Linked DNA regions of Mus musculus: region 2 is linked to region 1. Evidence: chromatin contacts called from public HiChIP or PLAC-seq data. All regions are on one chromosome and are shown on one strand. The core of a region is the stretch at or near the end of the contact, and the rest is flanking DNA. Distances in the headings are between cores, read along the strand shown.

What was found. HiChIP or PLAC-seq counts read pairs in DNA pulled down with a chosen protein or histone mark.
Region 2: an H3K27ac HiChIP or PLAC-seq map of CD8 T cells shows a contact between it and region 1, with 60 times the contacts expected there. The contact joins the enhancer-like site here to the promoter of Satb1 in region 1. A contact is called at or near these places in 1 of 15 datasets of contacts at CTCF or cohesin (CD8 T cells), 8 of 484 Hi-C or Micro-C datasets (B cells, CD8 T cells, Th1 cells and 2 more), 10 of 115 datasets of contacts at active chromatin or transcription factors (CD8 T cells, the SCID.adh cell line, Th17 cells and 7 more) and 3 of 9 other capture datasets (adipose tissue, liver and pancreatic islet).

What each region holds. Positions count from the first base shown.
Region 1 is chr17:51,831,037-51,837,247 of GRCm38.p6, forward strand. Satb1 (special AT-rich sequence binding protein 1) reads right to left here and starts at 1,611. Exons shown (of 11, transcript NM_009122.2): 1 at 1,434-1,611.
Region 2 is chr17:52,074,814-52,081,382 of GRCm38.p6, forward strand. No RefSeq gene overlaps it. Among named protein-coding and RNA genes, the nearest start is that of Gm19585, 71 kb to the right of the region's middle. Within about 2 kb of position 4,733, at least 30 of the 459 cell types and tissues checked have an H3K27ac peak or open chromatin away from gene starts, as enhancers often do. A contact at or near this core is called in B cells, CD8 T cells, Th1 cells and 6 more, where this site is marked.

The DNA.
Region 1 (6,211 bases), core at 361-2,860:
AAAATTAAGTAAAGTTTTTGGAAGGCTGAGCTTCTGTCACCAGGCACAAACACTGTAAAAAATCCAGGTACTGCTTAAGGACAGAACCTGACTTCTGGCAGAAAGAGACCAGACTCTTGCTCATTCCCCTCTTCTGTCTTGGGAAAGTTGGGTTCTCTGGCCTCCAAGGATACAAACATGGAACCCCAGCCAATCAATCGGGAGCAGAAAAGGTTCTCTCCAGGGAATTGGGTGTCTTCCGGTCCCTATGGACAAGTGAAATCCACGTCTTAACCCTGGGAATCCTACATGCCTCAGAGAAAGTTCTCCCAGAAAGGGTGCAGAGGTCAAAGTTGTCAACCGGACATTTTAAGAGATGAGCCTGTGGTTGACATCTTGTTAAGTAAAACCTGGCCCTGGTGGAGGCCAGGGTCAAAACCTCTACCCTGAGCTCTAAGCTGCTGTCCTCTTGGTCTTCTGGGATCATCCCAGAAGGGACCTGTTTAGCGCCTTTTGCTGGGCCAAGCACACGCACGTGTCACCATCTGGACCTGCCGCTTGCCCCCTCAGTCCCTTGCATTCGAGCTGCCCAACCCCAGTTCGGCCACCCTGGGAGCTCTGCAATGGAGGAACACTGTAGAAGGCCGCCGCTCTCGGGTGTGTACTGTCGCAGGGAAATGAGGAGTTGCCCCCTGGGCTGCACCTGTGGGGCCACAGTCCCAGCTAAGACACCATGTACCTCCCTCGGCTTCCCGCCCAAGCCCAAACCCGAATCACCCTCCAGGACCGACCCGCGATCGCCGGCGTGGGCTGCACGAGCGCTGTTCTTCGGCTCTCAAACTCTGGGCTCCAACTTGAGCGCCCAGCGCCCGAGTGGCTCTCGGGATAGAGAAGTTGCCACAAACTTCCCAGGCCCCTCTCCACCTCCGCTCGCCACCAGCAAAGTAGGGCTGGCCGGGAAAGAACAGGGGGAGATGAGATGGGAGAGGATGCTAAGTGAACTCCAGATCTGGCGCGCGACCTTTCCAACTCCACCCCGCACCTCGCCTCCTTCCCCGCACCGGGGCTCACTGAGCGGCTCCCTTTTCCCCACTCGCCCGCCGAGGGCTTCCCCCCACGCCGCCTTCGTCCTCTAAAGCGGGCCATGCCCACGACCTGGACTAAAGTGTCTAACGAGGGACTCCTGCCGGGCAGGTGTGCGGGAGAGGCAAAGACGCCAAGTAAGTCCGCATCCCGGCCATGACCCTCACTTCACCAGCCCAGTCCTCCCGAATGTCTGAGCGCGCTCGAGAGAAGGGCCAGCAAGACCCCGGCACGCGAGGGGCGCAGAGTCGCCCCAGCCGGGGCCACTGAGAAGTTTGGATCGGTTCCGCATCCGCAGAAAACGGAGGCGAGCCGGGCAAGAGACCCAGAGCGGGAGCAGCACTGGCAGGGAGCAAAGAAGCGGGACTCACTCAGGCGTGGAACCGGGACAGCGCGGGCCAGCGGTGCGGGCCGAGGCCGGGTCGGCTCCCCGCGCGGGCGCGCCGGGCGGCGGACTTCCCGGGCGGCGGCTGCAGCTGCTGCCACCTCCCCGCCGCCGAGCTGGCGGCCGCCGCGGAAGTTAATGGCAACTTGACTTCAAGTTGTCTCCTCTCCCCATCCGAAGTGGGCGTTTAAAGGGGGCAGAGCGCGGCGAGCAGCGAGCGGGGAGCGCGCGGGGCCGAGGGGGAAGGGAAGGGGCGGGGGCGGGGCGGGGCGCGGGAGGGGGCGCGGGAGCCGCTCGGAGCCCGCAGTGTAGAGCGCGGCGCGGGCGATCGGGGCGCCCCCACGAGAGCCCCCCGACGCTGGCCGGGGGCCGTGCGTGCCTGGGGCGCCGCGCTCTCGCCTCTCGCCCGCGTGGGGGGCTTGCGGACCCCACAGCGGGAGCGACCGGGCCCGGCCTGCCTCCCCCGCGCCCGCGGCCGCTTCTCCCCCTGGCGGCAGGATCCTGGGCGGCCGGTGGCTCCGAGAGCGCGCAGTGGAGCCCGAGCTGAGCCGAGCCCGAGCCACCGCAGCCGCCACATCCCTGAGCGCCGCCCGGGTGCAGGGTCGCTGCGGGAGAGCGACCCCGCGGCCGCCAGGGTAAGTGTGGGCGAGCCCCGGAGCCCCACCGCCCCGGCCCTCACCTGCACCGCCCCCGCCGCGCACCCTCGCCGCCCGCCGCTTCCTCTTGTCGTTGTTTGCCTGGGCTTTGGGGGTGCAGAGCGCGGGGCATTGGTGTGTGTGTGTGCCAGCGGAGGAGGAAGTCAGGTGAGAGGCCTGAGCACAACCCCCGCGCCCCGCAAGCCAGCTTGTGTGGGGTGTGTCGCTCCCCAGTAGGGGCATGCGGGCCAAGTTTTCCCCTCTCTTCAATGTTTGATGGAGAAGATCTTTCCTAGAGGGGACCTCCTTCCCTTCAAACTGATGGGCTCTTCTTGCTATCCTCTTCTCTTGGGCACCCCTATTGAGGAACACATAGTGGATGGAGGAGGAGGGGGCCTCTTGCAGACCCCCTTCTCAACCCCAGCTATTTGCATCAGTATCATTTTCCTGTCGGCAGCTGTAGGTCGACGCACCCAACCAGAAGGAGATGCTTAAGCCACTGTCCAAGTCTCTTCTCCCACCCTGACCCACCCAAAAGCAGGGGCAAAGAGGTCAAGAAATGCGGATTTCGTAGGAGGGGAGGCTGGGCCCAGGGACCTTTTCAACTGGTGAAGCTCCAAAGAACTCTGAAAGGTCAAAGTAGCTGAAGGCTTGGACCCCCAAGCTAGGGAGAAATTGGACTCTATCAACTTTAACCCACTCCCCTGCTACTCCTTCCCCACACAACCCCCAGCTCTAAGGAAGCTATCAACTAACAGGTCTTTTGTTTCCTGTTGTGTCGCCTTTGGGAAATTTGCATTGAACGTGACGATAGAAAATTACTACTGTTTACTCGAAGTTAAGGGGGTTGCAGAACGAAAACAGTTTTTACTTTTCTCTTTGTGTGTTTGGCAAGGAGTGGAGCTGTTAGGTTCGTGGCAGGAATTGCAGAAGCTCAGTTGTAAAAATAAGGACTGTAGAACTGCCTGGGTCTGTTTTTAGCAGCTGCACTTTCTTGCGTTCTTTCACATAAGGCTTGCTCTCTCATTAAGTCCCCATAAATAATTGTATGTGGAGCGAAGGCAGTCAGGGTGGCAGGATTGAGATTGCTGGGAGTTCCATCCCTCCAGCGCAGAGCTGTTTGCAGGCAAGTTCCTGGAAAGTGACTGTGGGCTGAGAATTCAGTTTTTCCTAAAAGCTCTGTCAGGTCCTCTTCTGTCGGTTGCCTATGAATCAAGCCTGACACGGTGGGTGACTAGCGATTTGAGCCTTGGTAGCAAACACGTCGACGGTGCAGTGGGAGTTTTTGTTTGTGTTTTGTTTTTTGGTTTGGTTTGGTTTTTTTTTGTTTTTGTTTTTGTTTTTTTGGTGAGGTCATTCTAAATGAAGCAAAATGACATAGTTCAGGCAGCTTTCTGAGAGCCCCCTCGTCCATCCTTGATTTCCCTAGAATTCTCCAATTTTTTCAACTTTTTTTTTATAATTCAAAATACCATGCCAAAGGCATAAGGACATAAACAAATATGAACTAATTTTCATTTGGGGAACTACCTCCTCCCCCTTCTGCTCCTCCTCCCCTTCTTCTTCCTCCTCGCCCCCCCACCCCCAAGCCAACGAGCCCCCTGGAAAGCAAAGCAAGAAGCTATGGGTGATTACAAAGAGCAAAACAACATAAAACATGAGTTTCTCTTCCTGGCTCAGGTTTTTCCCTTCAAGTCCTGGGTGACTTCAAATTTTCTTGCCTTGATTTGCCAAAGTAGGGACTTGTCTAACTAGGTGCCAGTGTCCCCACTGAGCAGGGCAGGTGAGAATGGAGGCTCTGCAAGCTTAGCCTTTACTGATTATTATTGTGAACATATAAAATTGGAGCACAACAGAAGCCCAAAAATGCATTAACATTTCCTCTTTTATACGCTCATATGCTTACCTAGTAATTCAGCTTATCAGATAAATCCCATCATTTAGAGTAAGGTCTCACTTTGCTTCCAACAGCCTGGATTTCCTTCTCTTCTTCCTTCCTTTCCATCCCTAACAGTCAGTAACAGGCAGTATCTACAAACTCTAAGTTTATAGGCACCCACTCTAAAGTGGCATAAACACACACACACACCTTTTTAGTGTCTAGGTCTAAGGTATTTTGCTATAGGATCCAGCATGAAGTGGTATAATTATGTTTAAAGATACTTCTAATCATCTTATTTTATGTGTATGTGTGTGGGGGGGGTCTTTTGCCTACGTGTATATGTTCATCATCTACATGCCTGGTGCCAGGGGAGTTCAGAAGAGATCTGTATCACATCCGCTGGGACTGAAGTTACAGATGGTTGTGAGATGTCACGTGGGTGCTGGGAATCGAACCCGAGTCTTTCAGAAACACACAGTGCTCCAGAGCCCCGAGACATCTCGAAAGCCCCTGATTTCATTTTTCTAACAAATCCAAATGTAGTGTAAGTAGTTGACAGACACGTAGATCTAAAACATATCAAAATATAGATAATAGGAGTTAATATCAATAGCCACTGATCTTTTCAGAAGAGAGAGAGTACAGTTTTGCCTTCTACACTACATACAAGGAAAGGGATAAAACAGGATTAGCCTTACTGAATAAGCAGCATGAGAATGTGAAATGATAACTGATTTGAGTGAAGGCCTTGAGTCAAGGAGAAAGATAAATTCCCTTTCTGACTGTGGTACAGCCTTGAACATGCCTGTTGCCTGGGGCTGTGGTGGGTAGAGGTGTTTGCCCCCAAACCTACCCAACGTGAGTTTGGTTCCCAGGTCCTACTTGATGGAAGGAGAGAAGCGACGCCTCAAAGTTACCCTCTCTGACCTCAGTGCAAGAACCAGGCCCACCCACCCACACAATAAACAAATGTAACTTTCAAATTTTCTCTTAAGGAAGAGAACACAGTCAGAAGATCTGGGTTTGATGTTATTTTTATGGCTACTTGGCCAATTCAGACCTTTACAGATCATGTGATCAGATGTCTTAAGTGGATAGCCTTATAATGGCCGGAATTCCGGTTTCAGAGCTTACCACAGAGTAGAGTTCGGTTTGGAGCCTACAATATTTAGTGTGAGAATGAGTACATTTCAAAGTCATTTCTTCCATCTTTGTGCACTTGACGTTTTTGTTTTCCTTCATGTGTACGGAATTGGTGTTCTTGAAACTCACAACCATTATTTATAGCCTTGTGTTTGTAACAGAACAGAGCAAATTGGTCAGGATGGGCTTTGGCTTGAGTAACAATTCAGATTTCTTGTAGCCCGAGATCAGCCAAAGTTGCATTTTTGTCTGTATCTCTTCACTTAGTCCAAAAAAAAAAAAAAAAAAGTCACTCGGGAGGGAGGCATGCTGGCATTGTGAGGTGACATATATGATTGGGTCTCTGCAGAACTCAACTAGGACTCATGTGGCTCTATGGAGTCATCACAGGATAGTGCCAAAGAGTGGGCAGCTGTGATATTGAAGGCACAGATCTAAGTGTGACTCTAGATTGGTGGGTGGTACCTCTCGTCCTCTGATAGTCTTCCAGCGGACCCATCACTCTGCAGCTCAAGTCTTCCATTCTCTTATTTGAGCCTTGCCAGAATGGCTAACAGGGAGACATAATTCGACTCTTCCAGCGAGGCTCAACTCTCACCTCCACCAAAGTAAGTCACGACAACACCTTTTACGTTGACTAATATTACACATTTTTTTTCAAGACTTGTTTTCCTGACAAAGGTGTGATATAACTGTAGGCAACATCTAAAAAAATGCACGATCATTATCAAAATCTGAACATTGACCTTGAGCAGCCCCACCTCACTCTGTAAGCATCAAATGGCTTCTATACCCCTGTAATGCAAAAATATTTGATCATTTGCCATATCCCCTACATCTTACATCTTGTTCATTCAATAAATACTCACTTAAAACCTAGTAGAGTTGGGAGTTCTACTGGGGACTGGGGATAAGGATTTGATGAAGAGTTCTTTTCAAAGAGCACATTCTCCAGTTGGGCAGGAAAGCACTATTGCAATGCTAATTGAGGCACTGGGGCCTCTGGGAAGTGCTAAGGTGAGGTAGACCTTCTAGCTGGAGGCGTTTTTAAAAGTTCCTTAAAGGAACTAACACTTTGAGATCCCTTTAGATAGAAAGAAAGGT
Region 2 (6,569 bases), core at 3,483-5,982, 250 kb after region 1:
ACCCGGGTACCCTCATGAGATGGTGCTTAGGGCAGAGGCAGGAAACAAGCAGATGAAGCTAAAGATAACCATTTATTAACTGTTTAATACACTTTAACTGCGGCCTGGAGCATTACCCGTGTGACCTACTCAAACCCTTCAGATTTCCTGAGAGAAGTTTCTATTGGCTTCTCATGAAATTCACAGGCAAATGGATGGAACTTGAAAATATCATTGTGAGTGAGGTAACCCAGTCACAAAAGAACAAACACAGTATGCACTCACTGATAAGTGGATATTAGCCATTCCATATACAGTCACCAAACTCTGGACGCTATTGTGGATGCCGGGAAGTGCTTGCTGACAGGAGCCTGATATGGCTGTTTCCTGAGAGGCTCTGCCAGAGCCTGACAAATACAGAGGTGGATGCTCTCAGCCAACCATTGAACTGATTGTGGGGTCCTGATTGGGGGAGTTGGAGAAGGGACTGAAGGAGCTGAGGGGGGTTTGCAGCCCCATGGAGGGAGCAACAGTATGAACAGGCCAGACCCATCACACACACACACACACACACACACACACACACACACACACCCCTGGAGCTCCCAGGGACTGGACCACCAACCACAAGAGTACACATGGAGGGAGCCATGGCTCCAGACACATATGTGGCAGAGGATGGCATCAGTGGGAGGAGAGGCCCTTGGGCTTGAGAGTGTTTGATGCTCCAGTGTAAGGGAATGCCAGGGCGAGAAGACCTGAGTGGGTGGGTGGGTGGGGGAGCATCCACATAGAGGCAGGGGGAGGGGGTATGGGATAGAGAGTTTCCGAAGGGGAGACCCGGAAAGGGAGGGGACATTTGAAATGTAAATAAAGAAAATATTCAATAAAAGACAAAAGAAAAAAATCTGAAACTGCACAAGGCTATGCTTGCTCTGTCTTGATACTAAACCCCTAGTACCCAAACTGCAAGTCAGGTCCACACATTCCCAACATTAACAGGTGTGCAGCTTCCTAACGTCTCATTAAGGGAGAAGTCTGAGTTCAGTAGCTCTGGGATTCTTATGTATACAAGCCAGTCCGTAATGCTTGCAACACCCTCAGAAAACCTGGATCTATCTCAGCAATTCCCAAACATTGATGCACTCACGAATTGCATGAGGATGCTACAAAATGCAGATGATTATGCCCTAGTTCAAAGGTGGGGCCCAAGACTCTGAATTCTGGTTTAGGGCAGGCGAATTCTTCTTCTCAGGGCCCGGGAAGTCTAGGTTCTGGTACATTTGCTTGTGTGCAGGGTAGGCCGATTCCCTGTCTGCACGGGTGATGCTTTAAGTGGCAAAGCGTCTTTAGAACTCAAGTAACTCAAGTTCACATTGGCACTTTGGAGGTAGGTCTGCCTCGGAGATTTCCACTGCTTCAGACAGCTGGGAACTTACCCATGATAGTGGCTATATGGTGTGGTGGAGACTGATGCTGCCTTGGAAATGGACACAAATTCAGGCGGACTATGACCTCCCTTGTCCAAACAATGAAATTCAATGTCCAGTATGAGGCATTAAAAAGTGGAACTGGGTAGGATCTTTATGGGACGACTAGGGTTGTTCCCTCACGGACAGATGAATCCATGCCATCAATGAATTAATTGGTTAATGGGCTATTTCAAGAGTATGTCTGCTGAAGCAGGCAGGGGGGCTAGTTTCCTCTCATGTTTTTTTGCTCTTGCCATATGATGCCCTGTGAGCCTTGGGAATCTGCCAGGCAGAAGGTCATCACTAGATGTAGCCTCTTAACCTTGGACCAGAACCCTGAGCCAAAATAAGACTCTTTATGACTTGCCTCAGTTTGTGGTAAAAATTATTAAGAACAGAGCTGATGACACCAGATTTGGTCGTTAACCGCTTCTAATAGTTAGAAGGTCAGGGTGGGCTAGAGAGCTCGAGAGACCCACGGGGAAGATAGGATGCTTTTGTCCTGAGAACTGGGAAGAGTTATCAGACACATCAGGTTCACCTGAGCACGGAGCATACATAGATGGGAGGCCCCTACCTTCCCAACATTTCAAAACTGTGTGACATCACCAATTCTAGAAAAACCCCAGGTTCATAATGAAACTCACTGTCAGGTGAGTCTTGTTTTGTTTTGAGTCCATTTACACAGTTTCTCACAGTCCCTCACTGGGTGACTTAGGGGCACACTCTGGGGGTGAATTCTGGGAACTCTAACTGATCTTTCAGGTTGACAAGAAGTGGGCTTGCTCTCCTCAGAGAATTTCACTGGCTTTCTTGTAAATCTTAGCTTTTGATTCAGGGGCAGGACGTGGCTTCAGTTACTCATGGACACTTGTGAGATCTCCGAGTGTGGTATATACTGTCCCAGGTCCCAACCTACAGCACTGGGGAGGGAGTTCTGCTGAGCCTTGTTCAAGGAGGCTGGCTATATTCTTTTTTTTTTTCCTTTTCCATTTTTTATTAGGTATTTAGCTCATTTACATTTCCAATGCTATACCAAAAGTCCCCCATACCCACCCACCCCCACTCCCCTACCCACCCACTCCCCCTTTTTGGCCCTGGCGTTCCCCTGTACTGGGGCATATAAAGTTTGTAAGTCCAACGGGCCTCTCTTTCCAGTGATGGCCGACTAGGCCATCTTTTGATACATATGCAGCTAAAGACAAGAGCTCCGGGGTACTGGTTAGTTCATAATGTTGTTCCACCTATAGGGTTGCAGATCCCTTTAGCTCCTTGGCTACTTTCTCTAGCTCCTCCATTGGGAGCCCTGTGATCCATCCATTAGCTGACTGTGAGCATCCACTTCTGTGTTTGCTAGGCCCCGGCATAGTCTCACAAGAGACAGCTACACATGAAACTCAAGAAAAATGAAGACTGAAGCGTGGACACTATGCCCCTCCTTAGAAGTGGGAACAAAACACCCTTGGAAGGAGTTACAGAGACAAAGTTTGGAGCTGAGATGAAAGGATGGACCATGTAGAGACTGCCATACCCAGGGATCCACCCCATAATCAGCATCCAAACACTGACACCATTGCATACACTAGCAAGATTTTATCGAAAGGACCCAGATGTAGCTGTCTCTTGTGAGGCTGGCCATATTCTTAAACTTTCTATCTACCCTTCTATTCCCACTGTCCATAAAACAGACTAGAAAAATGAGGCATGAAGTCTCTGGTCTGCTGAACCTGGCTTTCTCTGGGGTTTACTTTTGAATAAAATGGATTTCTATTATAATGAGGCTGCCAAGGTGAAGGGCACCTTCTGTTCTCCCAAGTAGAAATGGAGGAAGAGTAGGATTGGTGTGACTCATGCGTATTTTAATTTTGCCTTGTGCAGGGCCTTCGGCTTGAGGTTTTGTTTTCTTCTGGTGCTAAAATCAACATCTTACTGTAAGGCAGGGGGTTAGATCAAAGGGCGAAGTTTGGAGAGAAGGCACAGTGGTTAAGAGTGCATACTGACTGTTCTTGCACAGGTCCTAAGTTTGAATCCCACGACCCATGTCTAAGGGCTCACCACTGACTGTAACTCCAGCTCCATGGGATCAATATCCTCTTCAGGCTTTCATGGGGACTTACATCTCCCCCCCCCCCCACGTACACATGTACACATAACTAAAAATAAAATAAATATTTAAAAATATTCCAGAACATAGGCCAGGAACATTACGCCTAGGGGATCTGATGAGCCCCATAAAAGTCAATACTTCTTTCCCATTTTATAGCCTTCGCTTTGTAGACTGAGTGCTGGGAGCGGAAAAAAAAATGGCCAGGCTCTGGGAGATGGCAGTTTCAAAGTGTTCCATGCCAACGTCCATCTGGGATCCAAAACCCTCCCCTCCCGCTGCTTGTTTCTGTGTGCATGCTGTCTGATGTGTCTCTACATGCCTCTGTGATTGCACACGGCTGTCAGTCAGGGAAGCAGCAGATACCAACAGATTCTGTCTCACCAGCTGATGGCCCAGGCCGCCTGGGCGGCTGATCAGCAGAGATTCCTTGCAGACCTGCAGGAACTGCTTGTGGCTAACTGTATTTTAAGAAATTGGTTTGCTTTATTTACAGAGTGATCCCTCGAAAGGTTTCCCAGCAGGACCTAAATTGGTGCTTTTGTGCAAAAGAATTAAAAAGCAGGTTCCAGCCGTGTCGTTTATGGAGGTCTGCCGTGTACACAATACAGACAACGCAAGGCCTTAATGTTTTATTAGATTGGAATCATTTCTGGCATTTAAACATTTTGATGAAATTTGTTCAGTTTTCTGGGTGTGTTTTATATGAAAAAATTAAATGTTTTTTTGGCAGTTCTATTAAATAGATACTGGCAACATCTCAACGTAGTTTAGTAATTTAGAAATCAATGATAAAACATTTTATTTAATCCACCAATTGAGAGCTTTATTGTGGTGATTCTCTTTTCTTCTGGGCCACACACGATCACCACAACCATGTGCAAGGAGTAAATGAGAATTAAGGATACAGGATAGGTTCTTTTCACTCAAGAAAACCAGCCAAAAATCCACCTCCATACTGAGACTGCCCCAGATGTGATTGAGGGGACTCGGGGAAGGTGTCACACATAGGTAGAGGTACACAGGATGCTTTGCATTTGCCAAGGAGGGTAAGCTGAGTCTCAGTGCCAACCTTGTTCCTTTGTTCAGGGCACAGAACCGTGACCTAGCACTCCTCACGAAGCCTGGAGTGCTTCCCCTTTCTCAAATGACACTTGTGCTTCTGCCGTGGCTTCTTGAGCTTTCTTTTCTAAAAGCCTTAGCTTCCGGGTTGGTTTCTCTTCACAAATCGGCCACAAGTACCAAGGCTAAGATGTTTCTCCTTTGTGCCTTGACCCCTATTTCATGAGATTGCTCTGAGAATCTCCTGTGGATTAGCACATAGATCTATATGTAGCCAGCGTCTGTTGAGTGACTTTGTCGTGCTCAGATGGATGCCATTAAAGTTAAGGCAGTCCACATTTGGACCTAGAAACCACATTAGTCATATTGTAGGGAGAAACTCAGAGTCCTCCTTCCTAGCACTCTCTTCCTAGTGTGATGGACTATGATCCTTCCTTACTTGTGATGTCCATTCTTTTCCTAGTATCCAGGATCCATACTGGGCAAAAGTACGTCCTTGCCTGTGATCTGTGATAGGCAGTGATGATCCTTCCTCATCTGTGACTCTAGGGTAATTGTCCTCTGTTGGGATAGAAATGCAACTGGCATAAACTCAAGGTGGTAAATGTCCAGTGACTGTCATGAAAAGCTATTGATCTCTGCAGTGAGCAGCTTTGGGAAAACCTCAGAGGTAGGATTTCTTGGGCCGGTGGTCTGGCTGTGCAGGTTAAAGTGCATCACTCACACACCTGGCCATTTGAATTCTATCGCTGGAGCCTCTTGTAAAGGTAGACGTAGAGAATCAACTTCACAGTGTTGTCCTCTGATCTTCTCAGATTAGAGGGGGCACAGCCCCTCCCCCACAGTCCTTTACCCTGCACCCTCCCTCACAGACACACACACACACACACACACACACACACACACACACACACTTAGGATACTTTCCTGTTGAGCTGATCCTGGAGAGGCTTCACCTCAGAATTTCTTCCCTTAGTTTTTAAATTAGGAAAAGAGAGAAAGAGAAGATTTGGATGCCATGATGGATGGAAAAAGGGGAGAAAGTAGGGAGAAGGACAAATTCCTGGGAGAACAGGGCCACATGCACCTTTGACTATGTGTAAGAGAAGACTTGAAGGGAGAACATCTTCTCAGTTAGGAAAACAAACCTACAGCCATCAACATACAAGATGTAATCACAGAAATCAGGGAAAGGGTCTAATCTGGGTAGCTTTGGAAATATAACTAAGCCCAAATAGCCAAGTGGCTGGGCATGAAATGACCTGTCTTTCAGTTTAATTTTCATAGTGGACAACCTACCAAGAGTCAGACATAGGGACAAAGGAAAAGGTGGGACTCAGTCCCTGGAAAGCACTGAGCTTTCTTCTTTGGTGACGTGAGATTTTGGTCAGCCCTGTTTTATTTCTGGGTGTCTGTGGAAAGGATAGCTGCTAGTGAATTTTCCTAGTGGTTCTTGTTTATGGTCTCGGAATATAGAGCTGCCACCCTGCTCTGTTTGTCCCACCCTCTTCTACTTTCATCTCTCTCTCACTGAGCTGTTGCCATTTTTTACTCCATATTGCCTATTGTACACCATATAGTTTTCCAGAGTTGTGGCTGAGAGAGGAGGAATAGATGTTTCCAGGGGGACACATCAGGAGCATTTTTCATTGTTGCTAGATCACAAGACATTGTCAGGGAAGAGTTACTCCTTGATGCTTCCCGATAAGCTCAGGGACCCCATGAGCCCAAGGACAGCCTAGGAGACTCAGAGGGTGCAGATGCCACTGGACTGCTAGACATTTCCCATCATTCAAGGCCTCTCCCCAGGATTTCCTCCTTCCTATGTCCCTCCAACAAAGCTCCTTTATGGAGGGAAGCTAACATTGCCTTCAGTAGCTGGCACTTGATACAGCCACGGGGGAGATTATAGTCCAATTCTTGCTCTGCAGAAAAAGCCCTGGAGATTCAGT